2 separate regions of the Mus musculus genome follow, and region 2 is linked to region 1. Evidence: chromatin contacts called from public Micro-C data. All regions are on one chromosome and are shown on one strand. The core of a region is the stretch at or near the end of the contact, and the rest is flanking DNA. Distances in the headings are between cores, read along the strand shown.

The links. Hi-C and Micro-C count contacts between places; a contact is called where the count stands out from the background.
Region 2: a Micro-C map of muscle stem cells shows a contact between it and region 1, with 3 times the contacts expected there. The contact joins two enhancer-like sites. A contact is called at or near these places in 1 of 484 Hi-C or Micro-C datasets (muscle stem cells) and 5 of 115 datasets of contacts at active chromatin or transcription factors (bone marrow-derived macrophages, craniofacial prominence, embryonic basal ganglia and 2 more).

Annotation. Positions count from the first base shown.
Region 1 is chr8:25,463,322-25,468,569 of GRCm38.p6, reverse strand. It overlaps Gm31045 (a long non-coding RNA gene), which reads left to right. Exons shown (of 4, transcript XR_378820.2): 3 at 3,413-3,660; 4 at 4,481-4,901. Among named protein-coding and RNA genes, the nearest start is that of Gm30978, 12 kb to the right of the region's middle. Within about 2 kb of position 2,894, at least 250 of the 459 cell types and tissues checked have an H3K27ac peak or open chromatin away from gene starts, as enhancers often do. A contact at or near this core is called in fibro-adipogenic progenitors and muscle stem cells, where this site is marked.
Region 2 is chr8:25,326,635-25,331,882 of GRCm38.p6, reverse strand. No RefSeq gene overlaps it. Among named protein-coding and RNA genes, the nearest start is that of 5430421F17Rik, 23 kb to the right of the region's middle. Within about 2 kb of position 2,017, at least 16 of the 459 cell types and tissues checked have an H3K27ac peak or open chromatin away from gene starts, as enhancers often do. A contact at or near this core is called in fibro-adipogenic progenitors and muscle stem cells, where this site is marked.

The DNA of each region.
Region 1 (5,248 bases), core at 1,645-4,144:
TGCATATGTGTGCATGTGTGTATGTATGTGTACATGCACAGGTATGTATGTGCCTTCTTGCACATGTGTATACACATGTGTGCATATATGTATTTGCATGCACATGTGTATATACATGTGTGAAGTTGTATGTTTTTCTTCTTAGCTTGTACGGTAGTTGTAAGACTCAGATAGGATTAGAGTAGGCATTTACTACCCTTTACAGTTCGTCCCAGTGTCTTCTCTCCCCTCTCTGACTCAGTGTGTGACTTAAGGGTCTGAGTATCTTTGAACTTTCAGCATCCTGGATACATAACAGGGTGAGGACACAGTTGCCAGAAACTTGCCTTTCTTTTAATTGATTTCATCTGTGTAAGTGAGACATCTCACTCACTGAATAATTTTTTGTCACATGTTTATGCAAATCACGATTTGTCTTTGAGCTGACAGCCCCAGTCCTTGCTTTGTTCCGGATGTTGCAGCAGAGGCCAAATGTGCCATGTTCTCTCTTGTGATGGCTGCCAGTTCTCCAAATGTCATAACAGACATTTCACAAGGGAGCCAGTGCCTGTGTTGAGGGCAGCCAGGAAGCATCTATGAGCTTGGTTTTTGTTTTCGTCCTCTTTCTTTTTGTGATACATTTTAACTTTATTGAATTTGTAAAAAAACATTCTTATCAGTCAACATAGATGACTAAAAAATTGTTTTTTTTTTTCTAGTCCAATTCTACTTTTTTTGCAGTGAGCAGTAACTAAATTCATGTATTTCCACCCACACTTTCCCGTGGACATGTTTTTCCAGATTTTAAAATATAGGCTACCCCTTTTAATTTTTTTAATACAAAATACTATTATATTTTATATTGATTTTTTTTGAGAGAGAGAGTGAGTCTCATTATGTAGCCCAGCTCAGCTGGGAACTCACAAAAATCTGTCTGCCTCTGCCTTCTGAGTGCTGGGAATAAAGGTGTATGCCACCATACCCAGGGCTTAAATTTTCTTTTAAAGCTAGTAATTACCATTTTGGGGGTCACTATTTATAGATACTGTCTTCGATTTGTGGGCATACCATGATATTTCTCTAATTAATTAATAAGTTTTCCAGGTAGCTTATAGCTTTTTAAAAATACTTATTGTATATAACCCCCAAATAAACAAGTTTGTAAATATATTTGTTTATGTTCAAGGAAACCTTTGGTGGCTCTACTCTGTTCATGTGCTATACCCAAGGGACTCTTCCGATGTCAACATCTCTTGTATCAATAGTCTGCCAGCTACACGTGACATCTTCCTGACCCCTCTCTATGGCATGTTTTTTTTTTTGGTTTTGTTTTGTTTTGTTTTTTGTTTTTAACCAGAGTTCTCTTGAATATGGGATTGACTGAGATATAAGAGGAGCCCAGCTCCAGACCAGTTCTGACAGCGATGTCCTTCCCTTTCTCTTTTCTCCTGATGCCCAGAGCATCTTAGTAGATTCCATCATCAATGACAAAATGTTATTGGAGTGTAGGGCCTTTGAAGTCTCTAGATAAATGAGATAATAAACCTCTGCTCCCCAGGGATACAGAGAAAGGTATGAGACTACTGAATGGTCTCAGCAGTGCTGTAGACATAGTACCTGCTTAGTTAATATGGAATAGGAACAATTAACCCATTGCCAGAAGCCCCTCTTTGAAGTTTGGGTCAACTCTGAGCCATATGGGAATCAGTGGATGTGACAATTAAAACTCATACCCAACCTCAGACCTGATCTTCAGAGTTAATAGGTTTGGGGCTGGTGAGATGGCTCAACAGGTAAGAGCACCTGATTGCTCTTCTGAAGGTCCTGAGTTCAAATTCCGGCAACCACATGGTGGCTCACAACCATCTGTAACGAGATCTGACTCCCTCTTCTGGTGTGTCTGAAGACAGCTACAGTGTACTTACATATAATAAAAACATAAATAAATCTTTTAAAAAAAGAGTTAATAGGTTCAAGCTCTTCACCCTCACTTAGCCATTTTTCTTGAACTGCTAAAGTCAACCCCCTATTTTATCCATTCCTTTTCGTGGAAACTGAGCCGTGAGGACAACGTGGCCACCAAGCTGATGGCTAAGGGAAGGAAAACATCAGCAATCCCGTGAAGGTGACACTTCTGTGGTGTCCCAGAAGCAAATTCTGAATCATGTAGGTCAGGGCTGCCAAAAGGCCTGGCTGGTGCAGGGAGAGACTTCTGATCTGGGTGGGGCAAGAAGGGGAGGGGGGAGGTGGGGCAGGGAGGAGGGAAAGGAGTCAAGGAGTCAAGTGAATCTAGGTCTAGGGCTGTCTGGTACAGTGCTTGCTGCCTTCTAGGTTATTTAACCATTCCAGCCATTAAGACAAGCCCCTTTTGCACGGGGCTGCTCTGAGTGCATTTTAGTTGAAAGATGCAACGTCATCTCATTCCTTCTGGGAAAGGAGAAAGGACCCACTGTATACTCAGACACCGATCGAGGATGCCGTGCCAGCCTCAGTTGCACCTCGCTGTCCTAGGCCGCAGCGGTGGTGTTTGGCTATGGTCCCCTCTGCAAAATGCAAGGGGGTCCGGGTTGACGGATTTCAGAAGTCCTCTCCTCCCGCTGCCTGAAGAATTCCGCGCTGCTGCTCCACAGGGGGTGGGGGAGGGGAAGTGTTCCGCAGGAAGAAGGGACAGATGGCTCCCGCTGGACTGTGTTCAGAAATGTGGTGTGTGATATACAGCGTGAATGAAGTGTGGTGCCCTTTAAACACAGCCTCCCCCCTGCGCTCCACTCTGCCTGGCTCCCTGATTCTCATTCACAGTACACCATCACTCTCCCACGGGCAAACCTCAGATACTTTTGCGCTGGAGCATACACATACACCAGCAGACTCTGACACACACTCGGTGACTCACCGCTGAGCCATCAGTACACACAGAGGGTGACTCAGCAGGGACCCTCATAGGCAGGCTCACACTCAACTGCAGTTGATGTGCACAGAGGGCCTCTGCAGCAGCGGTAGGCAATCCCACCTCCCACTGGGGTCCTTGGTTGAGAGTCTCTCGGAGGCCTGCAAATGATTTGCATTCTTGGCTCCTTGGAACTGCCTGTTCTTTGTCTTGTGTTTATGGCTCAACCGTTTCCCTACCTTGTTCCCCCCACTGGCTGGTTTGGGAGCTCAGCAAGCAATCCAACAGTCCCTGGCCAGCCAAAGAGGCTTTTGTTTCTAAGAAACTTCTTAGCTCTTCATGAGTTCTTTCCCCACAGGGTCTCATCCCTCCCTGGCCTGGATACCTCTGGCCCAGCTTCCCAGGGTCCATGATTGGCAAGTCTCCACTATTCATGCCCTTTGAGTGGTACCTTTCACAAGATGAGGGGGACCGAGGGTGGGCCACACATGTTGAGGGTGGATAACTGGATGGAAGATGGTCTCTGAGGGCCCCCTCTCTTCCTAGTAGTCCAGACAGATGCTTCTTGGACACTGTCTTGGTACTGAGCAAGACCAGCTCTCTCTTCCTGACGATCAGAGAAGCGACGGTATTATATGTCTCCGTATGATGGACAGCCTTATGGGCCTCAGCTCCCACATGGACCTACCGCAGAGTGAGCGATATAGGCTCAAAGAACAGCAGGCAGAAGATGGGACTCCAAGCAACCAGGTATCTTGGCTGGCACATGGCTTCTGTTGTGGTTCAATCTGAAGGTGAGAAAGTCCTGATGCTGCCTCGGACCTGCTTTTCGCCTCTCTCACGGGATGTCACAAATAAAAGATGGGAGCAGAGAAGATCGAGGGAGGGAATAGTCAGTTGTGGTCAGGTGCTTCAAGCTTTGTCTATTTCTCCAATCCCCACACCCCCAACTCCCCACCACCCCCAGTGTGCCTCTCTTCAGTACTGGAGCATATGACATACTAGCTAGGTGAGTGCTGTTGTATACCACTGAGTCCCATTCTTAGCTCATCTCAACCTAATAGCCCTGTAGCCCCACTAACATTACCCACTTGAGCCTGGTCCCTTTGGCTATCCAATGCCCACAGACCCCTCTCTGTCCTTTCAGAAGATGTGGTTACAGGAGCAGATAAAACCTGTATTGTGACCAGGCCTTGGGACACAAAGTGGTACCCAAGAAACAGTAGGGAAAGATGCCAAAGACATGTGCTGCCTTCGGTTGGGAAGTGGGAGGGGTTTGCTCTAGGTCCTCCCTGACTACAGCAACAGAGTCCTAGATGAGTCCCTTCTCCAGACTGCATAGCACTAGGCTGAGTGCTGTCCTGGGAGCAGGAGTGGGCTATCTACTCAGGAATCCTGGCTAGGTGATGCTCCATGGGACTCTCCTCTTCTCTGATACCTTCCCCATGATTTATGCCTAGAAACACAGGCATGCACATACTAGCTGCTTTGAGCTCAGGATTGAAATGCCTTTCAGCTCTAAAATTTTGAGCTTGGTAGGCTTTGGCCACTTTTTTTCCTTCCTTCTACTTGTTGGAGAACATTATCTTCAATGAACTTTGGTTCCCACTGCAGAGTTGGAATGGAGAAGGAGCCATCCACCCTCAGCGGGACCCTTTCTTTGGGGGACCTCCAGTCAAAGCTTCCCTGCAACTGTGTCGGCTGCTGACTTGGGTTCAAGGCTGAGTATTGCCTGGCAGGCTCGGCAAGCCTCACCCTGCTTCCATCAACACCCTGGGGCTCCCAGCCCCTCGAGTGGAGAAGCTTCGTGTCTGCAGGACGTTGGAAGACGAGGCTGATCCTGATGGATTGTGTTGAGCTCTCAGTGGATGTGTGAAGGAGTTTATCCACAAGTCCCTCTTGCTGTGAGCTCTTTTTACAGACACGCTACAGTAACGAGCAGAACTACTCTATTTAAATATGCATGGATGTGGAAGAAGGCCAATTCCTTGCTCAGACATACCAGCCCTGGCCAAGATCCAGAACTGCAAGATCGTTTTTTTTTTTTTTTTTTTTTTTTTTTTTCTGCTGTTGGTTTTTGCAGCGCTAGGGACGGAACCTAGGCAGGGTTGTCCCTAACCCTTGGGAGGTGTGAGCTGCACCTCTGCTCCAGATAAACTTGACATATGGAAGTTTAACACAATGTTTAATTCGGTTGTATGCTAATTTATTGTCTACTACAATGCTGCTTTAATTAATTGTCATAAAACCCTTATGAGGTGTGTGTGTGTGTGTGTGTGTGTGTGTGTGTGTGTGTGTTTCAAGACAAGAGTTTCTCCATGTAACCCTGGCTAGCCTGGAACTTGCTCTGTCAACCGGGCTGGCCTCAAACTCAGAGAACCA
Region 2 (5,248 bases), core at 768-3,267, 140 kb after region 1:
GGCTTCTGAAGGTCACTTTGCCTCATTGGATGTCTAGTGGAGACCTGTTAACCCAGGAAACCCCAAAGGCTGAAAGGCTGGCAGGGGAGGAGGGGCCTCTCCTCCTCTGGCTTCTAATCTGAGATCATAGGGTTGGTTTTCAGTCATATCAACTACAGAGAGTGTTGGTACCACCGTGCTTCACTTGGGCTGAATATAGCATCCCAAATCACTGACTCTTCTATGATCTAGCACTAAAGAGTCAGAATTAGTTCCACGAGACAGACTAGTGTGTGATGGTGACGTTGTGCAAGGCAAGTCCCCGCCCTCCCCAACCTTTTTTTTCCTTCTCCACAGAGCAGACATGCTTTCCAGTTTAGAGCTAGTTTTCAAATCATGGAGAGATTTAAAAGGAAGTTCTGCTTGTTAGAACCATTTCCTCTTGAGTGCCTGCTTGGCCTACTGCACATTACCAACCCAGGGTGCACAGGAACAGAGCTTCCTGCAGCCTCATGAGTTATTGGGCAGCCCCATGTCAGAGAGCTTCATCATTAGTCCCGGCCGTGGGCAGGAGGTGCCTGCTGACCTTCCAACTAAAAGCCAATCTTCTTCCTGATGCAAGAGGCAGCCAGCCACCCGTGGAGTTTTGCTCTGAACTAGACTGATCATGTGTCTGGCCAAGATTTTGTTTATTATTTTTTCCTTTCTGACAACCCCAGATTCCCAGACTGTAACAAAAAGCAGGATTTGGGGGTGGAGAGATGGCTCAGCAGTTAAGAGCAGTGACTGCTATTCCAGAGAACCGGGTTCAATTCCCAGCACCTACACGGCAGCTCACAATGGTCTGTAACTCCAGTTCTGAGGGATCCGACACTCTCACACAGACATACATGTAGGCAAAACAATAATGCACACACAAAAAAGCAGAATTTGAGGGGGGCTATAGGTCACCCAGTAACTTTTGATTAAACTACCATGTGTCTAGAATTAAGTTTGCTGTCTCTTATTGCATGTCTCATTGAGGAAACTACACAAGTGTATATAAACTACGTTTAAAAATGGGGTACATTAAAAATTGGGGTACAGTGCTGTGCTGTATAGCATTGTCCATCAGAACAACTGAAGTTGTTGTCTCCTCCATAGGTCAAAATACAAAGCTGTGGGTGTAAGATTTCCCACATGGTGGTCAGTTTGGATTTAACAGGTACACGTGAAGTGGCATGCCCACCAGAACGTAGGGAGTGCAGCAACCACTTCATCTTCCTAGCCACACTGCTGCATGGCTCTCACATCCTGCAACGACAGGTTGATATGACCCAACAAATATAGCAGGAACCATGGTATTGCCCACATCTGTGCATACATTATAAAGGACACTGAAGCTTCCTATATCCAACATATAAGGTGCTGTGAATGTCAACTGGATGCTAAGCAATCAAAGGTCAGCCAGCGCCCACCCCAGTGGCATCTACACACCCTCAGTCTCTGTATGCTCCAATCTCATCCACCATTTTATTTTACCTGGGGCTGTTTTGCCTGCCCTCTCTGGAGTACTCAGCCCCACCCAGCTACCATGCCAATCTTACATAGCAGCTGCAGGTAGGGGACCACAAAGAAAGGAACTGAGACTCCTTACTACTGGCTGGCCTTGTGGGAAGTCTGATGTGGATTTTCCTAGCCAGCCAAACCTTCAGAAGACTGAAACCCTTGTCAAGAGCTTGACTACAACTTCACTGCAGGCCTTGGGCCAGAACCACCTAGCAAAGCTGTTCCTGTGTTTCTGACCCTCAAAACCCATGTGAGGGGATTCATATTGGTGGTTTGAAGCCACTGTCACTGAGCCAGCCCTACCTCTACTCCAGCCCTCAGCTCCCAGCTGCACTTTGTCCTCTTCAGCCTCAGCAGAGCCAAAACATCTGGCTGCGGTAGTCTTTCATTCAGGATTAAGTTCCTGCCAGTTCTTTCAAAGTCAGCATTGTCAGAACTCAGTGACCAAGCCAGCCTGGGAGGCTGGTCTGGGTTTTCTGAGGCCTGAGATATTTCTGACTGAGTTCTCTGAAGAATGCCACAGAGCTTGGGCTTGCAGCTTGCTGGCTCAACATGACCTGTGGTCTCCTGCGAGGTTCATGGCAACGGCCAAATAAAAAAAAGAAAACATGCAAAGCAAACACTCCCATCTTCCCTGCTACAGTGGCCACAGTGGAGCGCAGAATGCTCATCCACGGGGGTTCCCGTGGCATTCGAAGTTGAGATAATGGTCTGGATTGGAGTCACGTAGCATCCCAGAGACTTTACGGGGAAATCCAGTCGTTAGCAAAGCTGCTGATGTTACCAGAGCAAAGCATGTCGGGGGAACCCAGTGAGCCATGATGGAGAGAGAAGAATAGCGGCCCCATGTACTCTGCCTCGTGACAACCGCAGGGCTACAGTTCCCCCAGAATCCTTTGCTCCAAAGAAAGGTAGTAGTAGCAGTCACTTAGTTTTCTATAGCGAGAGGTGGGAGGGGGCTGTTTTGGTACCCCACCCCTGAGCCATCGTGCTCTGTTCTCCAAGCCTGTGTTTTCTCCTTTGTAGAATGAGCTGATGATGCGGGCCTCTCGCAGAGTCTGGCAGGTAGTAGGCACACCCCAAATAACTGTTTAACAACATATATGTTATATATAAAGATATGAGTGTATTTTATATGTGGTAGCATTACAGTGAGTTTAGGTGTCATTGTCTTTTATTACTACTATTATTATTTTGTGACACCTTGTGCAATCTCGACAGCTTTAAAGCACACTCATTACAGGATATCACATGGCCCAAATTTCTCTAATTCTTCCCCCGCCCCTTAGGTTTGCTGCAATTGGTCTTTCTTCCCCCGCCCCTTAGGTTAGCTGCAATTGGTCTTTAATTGTTAGTCAGTATTTCCTGGCTGCACAGTAAAGTTTGGTGTTTTGTTTTGTGTATGTGTCCTGACCCAAAGTAAAACAGCCTACCTTCAGAGTTCCTGCAGAGAGAGTCTTGGCATTTCTGGCATGCTCTGGCCCGTGTCTGACGTATAAGGCGCTATTAATGTCGAGTGGATGATAATCAAGAATCAGCCAGCATCCCCTCCAATGGCATGTACAAGCCTTCTGCCCGACTTCAGTCTATATAAGCTCCAGTCTCATGGCAGTCATTTGTTTTTATATCCCTGGGGCTTTAGTATCGATCCTTTCTGCTTGCTCTTTCCTTCTCCTCTCAAAGCTCTATTGTCATCCCAAAGTAGACTCACAATTAGCTAATATTGCAGGCTAAGGTGCTCAGCAGTAATCATTAGGGAAATACATATCAGAGGCACAGGGAGCTATCACCTCACCCCCATTAGGATGGTTGCCATCAAAACAAACAAAACTACAAAATAACAGAAACCAGCCAACAGATAACAAAAACGGGAAGTAACAAGCTGGTAAGGGCATGGAGCTCATACGGTCCATTGGTGGGGCTGTAAAATGCTGCAGGTTATTGCTATGGAAAATGCTATGGCTGGTCCATTTTTTTTTAAATTGATTTTTTTAATTAAAAAGAGGATTACTTTATGATCTGTGATTCTGCTTCTGGGAATGCACATCCAGAATAACTGAAGTGAAGTCGGAGTTTTGAAGATGTAGCTATCTATATGCCTATGTTCTCAGCAGCAATAGTTAAAAGAAAACAAAACAAACAAACAAACAAACAAAAAACCAGTAAACGCACGTATTTGCTAAGGGTGAATGGGTAAGCAAGACATGGGAAACACAAAACAATAAAAGAGTTACTTGGTCTGAAACGGGGAGAAAATTCTGGCATATGCTGCCTCACGGGTGAACATTGAGGATGTTATGCTAAGTGAAATAAGCCCATCACAAAAAGACAAATATTCTAGGAGTCCATTTGTTTGTGGTACTTGGAGCAATAAATTCTGTGGAGACACAAAACGAGTGGGTGGTTGCTAGGGACTAGCAGGAGTGAGTCAGGAAGTTATTGTTTAATGGGGACAAAGCTTCAATTTTGTAAGATACAAGAGCTCTGGAGACGGATGGTAGTGACGGTGGTTGAATGCTATGTACTTAGTACCACTGAGCTGTGTAATTAAATGGTGAAAATGGCATATTGCATATGGCATACACTTTACAATAAGAAATATATCCCTTCCCAAGGTCATTCCATGAAACCAGGACTCTGAACATGTAAAATATGGCAAACAATAAAATATGATAATTTATATCAAGGGAAATCAAATTTTAAACAGACTAATAATTGTACCCACGTCTTTATCCCAGAACTTAGGAGGCTGAAGCAGGAGGAGTGGGTGTGAGGCCATCTTGGACTACACAGGGGGGGGGGGGGGGCTGGAGGCAAGCTTGGGATACATAGCAAGACTGGCCAAAAAAACAAACTAAAACCAACAAGCAAAACGACCCACCACCAACAGGAGCCTAGCATGCTGTCAGTTCTGTGTGCTTTCATTAGGAATGTGGTTCTCAAAGTTTGGTGTTGATAAATTATCATCCAAAAAAATTAAAGTACCTTTTCCCTGAGCCTTGCTTCCTGAAATTCTGACCAGAAAGTCCGAGGTGGAGCCTGGGGATCTTTATCTTTACCAAATTTATATAATCCAAGCGATTCTGGATAATCTTTCTGGGATGTTCCCATTCGGTGCCTCTCAACTTTCCTAATGCTGTGACCTTTTAACACATGTTGTGGTGACCCCAACCATAAAATTGTTTCATTGCTATTTCATAACTGCAATTTTGCCGTTATGAGTCATAATGTAAATATGTGATATGCAGGATATCATATCAGATATCATAACCCCCCAAGAGGTCACAGCCCACAGGCTGAGAACTACTGCCTGTAACATCTCTTATTTGCTCCTTACCAGAACCCCTGCCTCTCCTCCTGCCTCTGGCTTTGCACTGGGAAAAAGGTTGCACCCAGGAGGTCTGTATCCTGCGCAGCACCACGTCTGCCCATGATGTGTCTCTTATTCAGTTATTTGTTTGTTCGATAGACCACTTCAAAATGAGGGCCATAGCTAGGTATCCCCACTACTAGTCTGATGCTCTGCAAGGCTGCTAGAGACAGACCCCCCAGAACCTGCAGAGTGAGGCTGTGTGTGGAGACTGGCAATTTGTCCACAGAAGTATCTCCAGGCCTGAAATATTAAGAGAGAAAGAACAGGAAAAGAAAGACAACAACTAAAGCCAGGAGATCGCCACAAAGGTCCCCAGCCTCTCTGAATCCTTTAAAGTAGCTGTGCGGA